Linked DNA regions of Mus musculus: all the other regions are linked to region 2. Evidence: chromatin contacts called from public promoter capture Hi-C data. All regions are on one chromosome and are shown on one strand. Each heading gives the region's core, a stretch centred on a gene start, on an enhancer-like site or on the middle of the called end of the contact. The rest is flanking DNA. Distances are from core to core; before and after follow the strand shown.

What was found. Promoter capture Hi-C pulls out the DNA fragments that hold promoters and counts their contacts. Capture Hi-C pulls out chosen DNA fragments and counts their contacts.
Region 1: a promoter capture Hi-C map of liver shows a contact between it and region 2, with 3 times the contacts expected there. The contact joins the promoter of Lrg1 here to the promoter of Crb3 in region 2. A contact is called at or near these places in 3 of 39 promoter capture datasets (hippocampal neurons and liver), 2 of 484 Hi-C or Micro-C datasets (CD8 T cells and liver), 1 of 115 datasets of contacts at active chromatin or transcription factors (pancreatic cancer cells) and 1 of 9 other capture datasets (macrophages).
Region 3: a promoter capture Hi-C map of liver shows a contact between it and region 2, with 2.2 times the contacts expected there. The contact joins the promoter of Tnfaip8l1 here to the promoter of Crb3 in region 2. A contact is called at or near these places in 3 of 39 promoter capture datasets (the SN4741 cell line, liver and pre-B cells), 1 of 115 datasets of contacts at active chromatin or transcription factors (pancreatic cancer cells) and 1 of 9 other capture datasets (liver).

What each region holds. Positions count from the first base shown.
Region 1 is chr17:56,120,098-56,123,570 of GRCm38.p6, forward strand. It overlaps Lrg1 (leucine-rich alpha-2-glycoprotein 1), which reads right to left and starts at 1,849. Exons shown (of 2, transcript NM_029796.2): 1 at 1,764-1,849; 2 at 1-847. The coding sequence starts at 1,789. Sema6b (sema domain, transmembrane domain (TM), and cytoplasmic domain, (semaphorin) 6B) reads right to left here. Exons shown (of 17, transcript NM_001130456.1): 17 at 2,988-3,473.
Region 2 is chr17:57,060,367-57,064,425 of GRCm38.p6, forward strand. It overlaps Crb3 (crumbs family member 3), which reads left to right and starts at 1,865. Exons shown (of 4, transcript NM_177638.5): 1 at 1,865-2,007; 2 at 2,229-2,400; 3 at 3,271-3,332. The coding sequence starts at 2,328.
Region 3 is chr17:56,160,448-56,164,032 of GRCm38.p6, forward strand. It overlaps Tnfaip8l1 (tumor necrosis factor, alpha-induced protein 8-like 1), which reads left to right and starts at 2,044. Exons shown (of 2, transcript NM_025566.3): 1 at 2,044-2,159.

The sequences.
Region 1 (3,473 bases), core at 599-3,098, 940 kb before region 2:
GTGGGAGATGTCGAAGCCGTCCTGCATGTCGCGGGTCGGCCTCCCCAGGAACGCCCACAGGCCCGGGGGCGTGCTGGACAGAGAGTTATTGGACAGATCCAACATATCCAGGTGCTGTAGGCCCTGGAAGGAGCCGGTCGCCACCCCGACCAACTGGTTGTCATTCAGGAACAGGACGCGCAGGAACGGTTGGGGCGCAAGCAGGCTATCCTCCAGCCTCTGCAGTCGGTTCCCTTCCAGGTGCAGGCGCTGCAGCCGCCTTGGGCCCCGCAGGAGTCCCTCGGGCAGCGACTCCAGCAGGTTGTACCCAAGGTCGAGGGTGTGCAGGGCGCCGAGGCTGGCGAGGAGCCCGGAGGGCAGCGAACTCAGCTGGTTCTCCGCCAGGTCCAAGTGGCCCAGGGCGTCCAGGCCCTGAAGCCATTGCGCGCTCACCTCCCGCAGCTGGTTCTCCCTCAGGACCAGGGTGCTCAGGTTGGCCGAGGTGCTGAACAACCCGGGGGGCAGGCTGCGGAGAGCATTGCGGGTCAGATCCAGGGCGCGCAGCCGGGGCACGGGCGCCAGCAACTCGGGAGACAGCGCCTGCAGGCGATTGCTCGAGAGGTGCAGCTCCCGCAGACCCGGACACCCTTGCAGGGCGGCGGCGGGCAGCTGCGTCAGGTTGGAGAATTCCACCGACAGATGGACAGTGTCGGCAGGGAGGGAGCTCGGAAACTCGGTGGGACCATGGCAGGAGACGGTGCTACCCTCAGCCGACTGCAGTATCAGGCATTCCTTGAGGCTGGACACCCTGCCCAAGAGGGCCAGGAGAAACAGGGTTCTGGCAAGGCAGGTCTTGAGATCCTGGAGGCTGAGGTTAGTGAACCATGGTGAAAAATATCTCCCCTTCTTCCCGTCCCCGTGGCCACCACCCTAAACTGTACCCACTGAGTCCTTCCTCACCAGGACTGGAACAAGACGATCCTCATGGTTTGTTTCCTGAGTCTATTTTTGTCTCCTTAGCAGGGTGGGTGGGTGGCAGAGCCAGTGAGCTCCTATTTATTCTGCAAAGCCCCAGGAACACTATACCCTGGGTTTCATTCTCACAAAGCAGCCCCTGATCCACAGCAAAACTTACCTCTATGACTCTTAAACTTCCTGGGTCTGACCCCCTACACACTTCCTCCCCTGCTACCACCTCTAACAGGTTACCAGTTATTAAGTATTCCCAGTCCAAGTACCTAGTTACTTCTAACCTGGTTTGTATCCTGGGTCTACCCCTATCTCCCTAGTTGTCTGTTCAGAGGGAGAGTCAGTGGACTCGTGTTCACTCTGCAAAGCCCCAGCCACAATGCTTGGCTTTTCACCAGCCCTTTTCTGCCATTCTCAGGAAGGCAGAAGCTTCCAGATTGGCCTTATCCTTTCTTCGTCCAGCTCTCATATGGCTTGTGTGGTCAGCACTGGGTGTTCAGGGAGAACTCAGGGTCCAGGTGAACAGGAATTCTTCTGTACGCATATCTGGTCTCCACAACAGCCCTCAGAGGCCTGTCGGGGGCTTCCTGATTTGCAGTGGGTATGACCAAAGCCTCAAGCCTGGGACCTGGGACAGGGACCCTCTCCCATTCCTGCTCAGGGGGCCTCTGGCAGTCTGTCTGGAAGTAAGCCTGTTTGTACAGCCTGCAGGCCTGAATCTGTTCCTGGCCACCTCAGTGGATCAGACTAATGTCCCCATGATTGTGCTTAGCTTGGTGCCAGGTCTGCCCAGAACTGGTCAGGTAGAGACCTACCTTCCTTGATGCTGCCAAGAGACCATAGCTGCTCCTCTATGTCTGTCCTCAAGACCCCAGGAAGGTGGCTTTATATAGTCCCCACCCCAACTCTGCTCTGAGGCAAAGCAGGAAGAGCCCAGGGCCGGGTCAACATTGCTACATCCCTTCCTGGCAGTGACTGTGGCATCCTGCCCACCCTTTCCCAGACTTTCTGCAGCTTTTACTTCCTAGTTAAGGGTGAGGTGGGGATTGCTCTACCCAATGTCTCCTAGGCTGAGTCCTCTCCCACCAGGATCCAGGGACTGAGTTTGCAATAAGAGCAGGAACGTGGCTGCTCTTTGAGCAGGTGACAGGAAATGTGTTGGAAAAAAAAAAATCTCTGGTCTTGAACACCTGATGTGTTGTTTGCTTTTTATGCTCAAGTAGCTTTCCTACTGAACAAGGAGCAATGCCTGGCTCTGATTGTAAAGTCTTCCACAAGGAACCAAGCAGGTCTGGCTTAGGTTCTCTGGGACTCAGTTTCCCTGCCTGCACAGCTGAACTTGATTGTCAAGAGATTCTTTGGTGATTCCATCTACCTGAAGTGCAGTAGGTGCATATGTCTGTTGTGAAGACACACCTCACATGTCATCTCATTATAGCACAGGGTTGGAGTATGGAGGCTGGAGAATCACTTCGACTTTGACATCAGACTGGGCTACATACTGAGACTGTCCAACAACAAAACCCACAACAGCAAAATGCATTTCAAGGCTATGAATTTGCCTTTGAGGACACCTTTGGCTGTATCTATGTGTGATGTGCACACACACTTGCACAGGCTACAGGTTGATTCTGGGTGTCTTCCTCAATGGTTCTCCACATTGTCTACTGAGGCAGGACCTCTCATTAACTGGGCTAGGCTGACTTGCAAGAGGTCAGGGACCTTCCTGTGTCTGCTTCCCAAGTGCTAAAATTACAGGCATGTACCATTACACCTGGCCTTTTCTGTGAGTACTAAGGGATTCAAACTCAGGTCTTCTTGCTTGCACAGGAAGTGTTTCCCCTGCAATCAGCTAGTTCCTCCTTGTTGTCATCTCATCTTAAAGTTTTCCAGGTTGTCACCCCTTGACATGACCTCTCCTCTCAGTCTGGGATTCTAAGAGGCCAATCCCCCATTTGCCTGTGAGTGACTAAGAGCAGGATTTCCTTCCCAAGTATTTCCAATCACCCCCAACAAACAGCTGACCCAGAGTCAAGGGGGCCGGTGGATGTAAACAGAGTTTTATTGATGGGGATAGGGCTGGAGAGGGTCCTGGACTCAGCTGGCCACGTGGCATGCATGGTCAGCTGGTGGTCGAAGGGGATGTCACAAGTGGGGACGGGTGGCATGGGCCTCTCTGACCACCCCAGGGCTGTATTTACAGGGGCGTCTGCCCACCTCCACCCTCCCAAAACCCCCACAAGCCCTTTAGAAGCAGGTTCCCCCATCTCCCAGCCTGGACCCCCAGGTCCCCTCTGCAGGAGCAGGATTTGAACTCCAAACCGGCACCTTGAAGGCCCCATCCCCTGGGCTTCTTTTCAGAAGGCCCAACATTGGCTCAGCCAATGCCAGGGTCTCTGAGGGCGCCACCACCCACATTCTGAGTCGCACACACGCACACCCACGGCGGCCCTGTCTCACACGCATACGCACACACACACGCACACATACTTCTGTCCTGGGCCCTTGCACACAAACAGGCCATG
Region 2 (4,059 bases), core at 615-3,114:
GGTCAATGCGCCCTAGCTGCGGCGGTCCGCTCTACCTAGGCGGGGCTTCCCGGTTGACCCGCCGCGGCCTCCTGTCCCGCAGCTCGCAGCCCGCTAGGCATTCTTAAAGGGGCCGCGCCCCAATTCAGACTCTCTGAAGGCTGCTCTTTGCAGACCTGCCTGGAAAGGGAGTCGCGGACCAGTATCTCCCGCGCCACTAAAGATAACGATCAGGAGGAGGGGCTCTGGAGGCGGGGCCTCAGCCGGCGGCTGTGGTTGCACCTGCTGAAGTCCCGCCCACAAGTTTCGGGTGCAGTTTTTCGTCTCACCGTCAGGGGGAAGGGCGTCCGTCTGACCGCGAATAATAAATAAGAGCTCACATTGAGTGCGTTGCGCATGCCAGAGCCCTTCACTCGCTGCTCAGTAACGAACCTACCCCAAACCCTGTGAGGTAGGTAGGTGACACTAGCTTTTCCCACGCTACAGTGGAGAAATCAAAAGCTTCAAATCTTAGTCTGGATTCCCATTTAGGGCCAGAGCAGAGATTTAAACAGAGTTTAAACCACCACTCCCAGGAAGGGACGACGCCTCATTTATTTATTTATTTATTTATTTATTTTTCTTGTTCAAAGACACAGTCTCTCTATGTAGCCACGGAATTTACTATGTAGACCGGGCTGATCTGGACCTCACAGAGCTCCACCTGGGATCTAAGGCGTATGCTACACTACAATGGGTGTTGTATATAGCCTTGTATGTGCTAGATAAACTAGCCACAGAACTCCAGCTGCAGCTCTATGGCTATTGTTGTTATTGTCCTTTTGAGCCAAGGTCTCTGTAGCCTCGCTGGCCTTGAATGTGCAGCAGTTCGCCTGCTTCGGAATCCCAGTTGCTGGGACGGCAATCACGTGCCATCATATCCGGTGCATGACCACCTTTTACCCAAAGATACATCCAGAGGTCATGCGGTCCCCACCCAAGCTGTGCCCATACATCTGTGGTGAACAGGTGAAAGTCCCACCCACTCCCTCTACCAGCTACCAGATGTTTCCATGCATAAGAGTTTCTGTGTGGGTGCCGTGGGACATCACTACTTCTGCGCAGACGCCCCAAATCCATGCTTCCTCACAGACACTTCCCTGGCAGGTGGACCTCATACGGATGTTCTTCAGTGTGGACATAAGGCCTTCCGTTAAGCTGGGCGAGATTCTGCACAGATCTTTGTCCGGTTTTTTTTTTTTTTTTTTTTTTTTTTAATACCGCACGGGTTTAATCTAAGCAGGTGTTCTGATTACACTCTGACTACAAGCCTACATGTATCTTTCTACAAAACTAGTCCTGTACAGGTTGGTTGATTTTTTTGGTTATGGGATGAAAATGGAACCCAGGGGTCTCAGGCATGCTAAGGAGGAATTCATGGCTGAGTAAGGGGCGATCCAATCACTAAGACATTCTTGGAAGGCGACCTTCACTAGGCCATTTAAGGCAGGGGTTCTGGCCCCGAGCCACGCTCCCAGCCCCTTTTACTTTTGAAATAGGGTTTATTCAGGCTGGCTTTGAACTTGGGGTCCTCCTGCCTCAGCCTCCAGAATACATTTAGAATACAGGTTAGCATTCCCAGGTCTGACTTCAGGGTGTGAGTTCTTCAGTGTTTCCCATCGGAGCCCGCCTCTTATAAGTGTGTATCTTTCTGGAGTGTCGCCACGCCCCCCGCCGGGGTATGCACCCCTGTGCTTACACCTGCTCATTTCCGCCCTCTGCGGTGCTCCGGGTCGCAATGGGGTTCCCGTTACAGGTGCTCTGGCGGCGCGGCCCCGCCCTCTTCGCCCCGCCCCTCTCAGCCAGGCTCAGGTGCACAAGCCGGAAGTGCGCTCTTTGCCCAGGTGGGTGACTAAACTTTCCGGGTCACGTGAGCGGGCGGGGCGGGTGGGATCTGGAGCGACCGGGTGAAGGACGGAGACTCGGGGTTCCAGCTGGGAACCCGGGATTGGGAACCTGAGCGAAGTCCCTCTCAGACGCTGGAGTCAGGTAGGGAGGCAGGGCGCGCAGCCTGTCCTGTCCCCACCTCCTCCTTCCCTTTTCCTGGCCCAAGAATGCGGTCGGGGAGTTAATCTTTAATCTCTGACCCTTGGCGCCGAGGGCGGGGAGCGCACTCCAAGATTGGGTTGCCTGTCGCTGGGCCCCGAGCCTGAGTCCAGCCCCTCACCCTATGCTGCGCCCTCTCCCCCCCACCCCGGTCTGGTCCCCAGGTCCTGGGTCGCAGGTGCCCTCCTCGACCCAAGATGCGGTAGGAATTGGCGCCTTGGGGAAGTCCTGTCCTTGGCGTCACCAACTCGTCGCCTAAACTCATGGCGACCCCAGGCCTGGGGGTGCTCTTGGCGTTTGGTTTGCCGATGCTGCCCTCCGGCTGGAGCCTAACAGGTAGGTACTGTCCGGGGCAGCGCTCGGGTGGGAGGAGGGTTCCCGGGTTGAACTCAGAAGTGCCGGGCATTTGCGACCCAGAGAGGGCGACAGGTCTGAGGAATGAGCTTGGAATGCGTTTGGAGACCAAGTTTGAAAGCTTCAGGGCTGAATTTCAAATTAGTTTAGCTGACCTGCGAACTTTTTTTTTTTCCAGTTTTTTTTTCTCCAGTTTTTTTTTTTTTTTCTTTTAACGTTGCTGAGGCTCGAACCAGCGTTTTTCTGAACGCTCCGTACCCGCAGCCTAGAATTCCTGAGTCCTTAAGTCTTGTGGAATTTAGGAGCTGGGGGTTGTTGGGCAGAGCCCAGAGGTGGAGGAGGGGAGGGAGAGCCTGGGCACCTGAGTCTGCATAGTTGAGAGTCTTAAGCAGTCAGGGGGACCTGGAGGGAGCCCAGCTGACAGGGCTGGCCCTCCGTAGGTGTGGACCCAGCCAGACCTTCCCTCAGTCTCTAGTTCCAGTTTCGGGAGCCTGGGGGGTGGGGGGACCTTGTGAGTCACATACTCCTGGGAAAGGTTGAGCCCCGCCCAGGTCCTTAAGGGTTCTGGGCCGGAGTGATGGTGGAGGGGGACACGGTTCTGGAAGCCATCTATTCTAATAGGCTAACAATGGTGACTCTGGGTGGTCAGATTATTACCTGCTGGGCTGAGGGTGGCCAGAGAAACCAGCATCACACCCGAGGGTGGAGTGGGTGGCCTGGCTGTACTTGCTGCCTCAATTCCAGCTGGAGACTTTGGAAGGCGTTTTGCAAGGTCTGACTGAGTGGTGTGTAAGTGATAACTAGTGAAGAAGACCCCAGCATGGATTTTTTTTTTCTCTTTCTGTTCCACAGCACCGGACCCTTTCACAAATAGCACAACTCAACCCCCAGGTGATGAGTCCAACGGGGGCCTGGTGAGTTGGGAAGGTGTAAGAAGGAAGAGCAAGTGTGTGAGACCAGAGTAGTATGGGACAAGTGGAGAGACATTACTATTAAAAGACCATGTGCGCCGGGCGGTGGTGGCACACGCATTTAATCCCAGCACTTGGGAGGCAGAGGCAGGCGGATTTTTGAGTTCAAGGCCAGCCTGGTCTACAAAGTGAGTTCCAGGACAGCCAGGCCTATACAGAGAAAAATAAAAGGCCATGTGCTAGGCAGATGCCCTGACTTTTAAATTATTTTTTTTATTGCCTGGGCAGTGGTGGCACACGCCTTTAATCCCAGCTCTTGGGAGGCAGAAGCAGGTGGATTTCTGAGTTCAAGGCCAAGCCTGGTCTACAGGGCTACACAGAGAAACCCTGTCTCGAAAAACTATATATATATATATATATATATATATATATATATATATATACACACACACATACATACATACATACATACATACATGGTTTAGTGGTTTAGTGTAGCTCAGGCTGGCCTCAAACTTCCTCTGTAGTCAGATGACCTTGGATCTTGGATTCTGGATCCTTCTGCTGGGTTAACATGTGTCCGCTATCATGCTGGGTCTATGGGGTGCTAGAAGTCAAACCCAGAGTTTTGTGCATGCCAGGCACGCACTCTACCCACAAAGCCACGCCAGTGGGACTTCTGTGTCCCAGAAAGGTAGCAAGCCATCTCTCCATAACAGTGGACAAGAAA
Region 3 (3,585 bases), core at 794-3,293, 900 kb before region 2:
TCCCTCCTAACCCCCTAACCTTTATTGATCTCTGCGGTCTGAAGCTTTGTTCCCATCCAACACTAGCTCTGTCCTCTCCCCAGCCCCAGGTACCCACCACCCTATTTCCTGTTTCTGTGGCTCTGATCAATGCAGAGAACTCCTGGGAGTGGGACTGTACGGGATGCATCTGTGTGTGGCTCACATCACCAGATATCATGGGGACCTGGTGTCTGAATGGCCTCTCTCTTCCAGGCAGAGTAATATTCCCCCCTCTCTAGGCAGCATGCCTCATCTCCTCTCTCCAGTGATGGACACGTAGCCTGCTTCCATCGTTTGGCTACGGTGAATAATTCAATTAAAATTGCCATAAACTCATGTCAGAATCTATCTTTCTACTCGAGTGTACCTAGGTGGGGAATGCCCTGGGGTCATGGAGGTTTTCCGGAAATTTCCAATTGTTTTCTATATGGTCCGGTGTGTGTCCCCTCATCCTTACAGACAATTTGTAAGTTGTTTATTATTATTATTATTTACTACTGCTTCTAAGCTGGGTAGGGGCTTAGGGCTTCCTGCATGCTAGGAAATAATTCTACCTCCGCCCATGCCCCCTTGCCCACTTGATCTAGAGGATCAAGCGCACCAGAGCACCTCTGCTAGACTCTGTGAGGACCTGGTGAGGGAGACACTGGCAGAGCCAGGGAAGACAGTCCACATCCTCACAAGAGCCCACTCAAGGCTTCACTGGGGAATTCTAGGCAGAGGCTCCACCCTGTCCACGACCCAGCCTCTCACCACGGGACTCTAGGCAAGTGGGAGGGGTAGGCTCTAGCCCTGAACCCACACAGCTGGGTTTGATCCCCACTTTATCACACCTATGATATCTGTGGGTTCCTCAGACTCTAAGTGCTCAAAAATCAGAAGCCCCCAAACCTGCTTCAGTGACACCTGCTTCCCCCCACACACCTCAAAAACACACTAATTGCCCTGGCTCATACTGGGGTATGAAAAACCTAGAGCTGTGGTCTCTGTCTTTGATACTGAGCTCTGTCTAGGGTCCTGTGTGGCTGTCACAAGGGTGAGCTCCTGGTACAGAGCAGATAGAGGCCATGTTCAGCACCCGGCAGAGCTGGGATGGCTACTGAACTTGTAAGTTCCTGGCCCAGAGCACAGACAATCTGAAATCAGGAAAGCCACTTGGGTCTGTGCTGCTCTAGGCAAGTCACTTAAGGTTTCTCTGGGTCTCAATTTCTATCTCTCAAAAGCCTGGATTTAGTTTTGTGTGTTAAGGCTCATGCAAGGAAGGTTAGAATGCAGTCAGCAAACACCTGAGGGGGCTTTCTGAAGAGGGAAGATGGCAGATGAGGCTTTTCCAAGTGTCCTTGCTGTGACAGGGCCATCCAGGCACAGGAAGTGCAGACCCGTGGTTGAGTTGGGGTGGAGTTTGGAGTAAGGTGGGGGTGTTGGGGATGGGTTGGGGGTGGTGGGAGTGTGGGAATCACTCCCAGACTGATTTTCCAGGTCTCACAGCTGCCCCCTGGGAGGTAGCTGGCCCTGTCTGGCCTCTGTCAGGGAGGTCATCACAGTGCCTCCCCCCTTACTCCAGAGACACCAACTGAAAGAGAGTCTCCGCAGTACTCAGGAACCCCAAAATTGTTGCAAGGCAAATGTTGGGGTGCATTTGTCATGGGAGTCCCAGGTGACACTCTAACTACCTAGTGGGTAAACTGAGACCCGCTCAGAGGGATGCAGGTGTCTCGCGGAGGCGCCTCTCTTCGCTTTGGCCTCTCAGATCTCTGTCGCGCGGTGCACGTATACCCCATTTTTCTCTGTCTCAGTCTCCTTCCTCTTCCTTCCAACACTTTCCCGCCACGGCATCCCTTGCGCTGGGCACCCAGCGCCGGCGCTATTCCGGAGGAATCTCCCGGCCGCAGACCACGCCCTCGCCCACGCCCGCGTCATGCCTCCCACCTCCTGGCAGAGGCTTGCTGCCATTGGCTCCTTCGTACACTGCCTGTGCGCTACCATTTGCTGAGCCAGTGAGCGTTTAGAGGGGGCGAGCCCTTTCTCGGGGGCGTGGCCTCCTAGCCAGCGGCCGGGCTCAGATCCAGCGGCCAATGCCTCTGGCCCCACAGAGGCACCTACAGAAAACTGAAGGCTTGACACATCCCGAGGAGCAGGTGAGCGATGGGGTCCTGCATTGGCTATCCTGGGTTCTTTCCGTCCCCTCCTATCCCCACACCGTCCTCTGTATATCCCGCCTCAGTTTCCTCTGTATACCTATTACTGACTGTGGGAGCATGGGTGTTGTGAGCAGGTTGCTGTGGGCTACTGTAATAGTCCTAACACATGTCCTCAAGAGGACACTTGATGGACTTGGCTCTGTACAAGTGTGCAGCCTGACTCCAGAATGGTCTAGGTATTCTCTGAGGTAGCCAGCTGGACCCCACTGTGGCTCTGGCTGGTGCAGGGTTACCCTGACTGGGACTGGCACTTCAAGCTTCCCATTGCCCGAGGGCTTGAACTCAGTTTTACCATCTGGGAACTGGGACAGTGGCTGTCACATAATTGGCAGGTGACCTGATCCAGGTCTGCAGCCTCCTGGCTCTTTCAGTGTTGGTTTGGAGGATAAACTGGGGTCCAGAATATGGGCTGCGGATGGCCAGAGAGATGGAGACACTGTCTCCAGAACCATATTCTGGTTTGTCACCTTTGTGAGCAGCGGGGCTGGAGAGGGACAGGGTGGAACACTAAACTGGAAACAGGCCTCTGGGTCACTTCCCGAGCTCCAGGCTGTGACGCCTCTGAACACCTTGCCTTGGGGTTAGGACACAGCTCAGACAAACCTGACTCACTTGAACAAGTAACTTAATTATAAGCCTCAGTTTCCCTGTCTGACTTGGGACAGTTGTTTCGTGACTCCCTGAGGCTTCTTGGGGGTGCTTAAACAGACAAAAGAGAGGCTGAGCCAGGGTGGGCTACACACCGAGGCTGTCTCTAAAACAAAAGGGACCCTAGGGTGTAGCCCAGTGCGTAGAGTGCTCACCTAGTAAGCAAGAGGCCTTGGGTTCCGGCCCAAACACAACATATACCAGGACATTTACCCATTTACCCAGTGCTTAGAATAGAGGCAGGTGGATGCCTGTAAGTTTGAGGCCAGGTCTACAAAGTGAGTTCCAGGCTAGCCATAACTATGTATAGAGATCCTGTAACAAACAACAGCCAACAGAGAAAGAGAGAGAGAGAGAGAGAGAGAGAGAGAGAGAGAGAGAGAGAGAGAGAGAGAGAACAGGAATGTAGGCTTTGAGTGCCAAACTTCCTGTTTTTCTGTCCTGGGACCTCAAAGTGGCCGCCTCTTCTCCACATGGAATGTCCTTGCACTTGAGACCTTTGTGCGTGCTGAGCCCTCTACAACCCTGGCAGATCAACACAGGCAGCGACAACTTTAAAACATAATAAGTTCATGATCTGGGCCGCACCTAGGATGTGGGTGACTGGGAGGGATGAGGGCGGGGCCATGGGGACTGTACAATGTAACAGAACAAAGAGAGTCATCACAGAACACCTGCCCTGGGCCTTCCCACACATGGTGAGCCAGACTTGGGC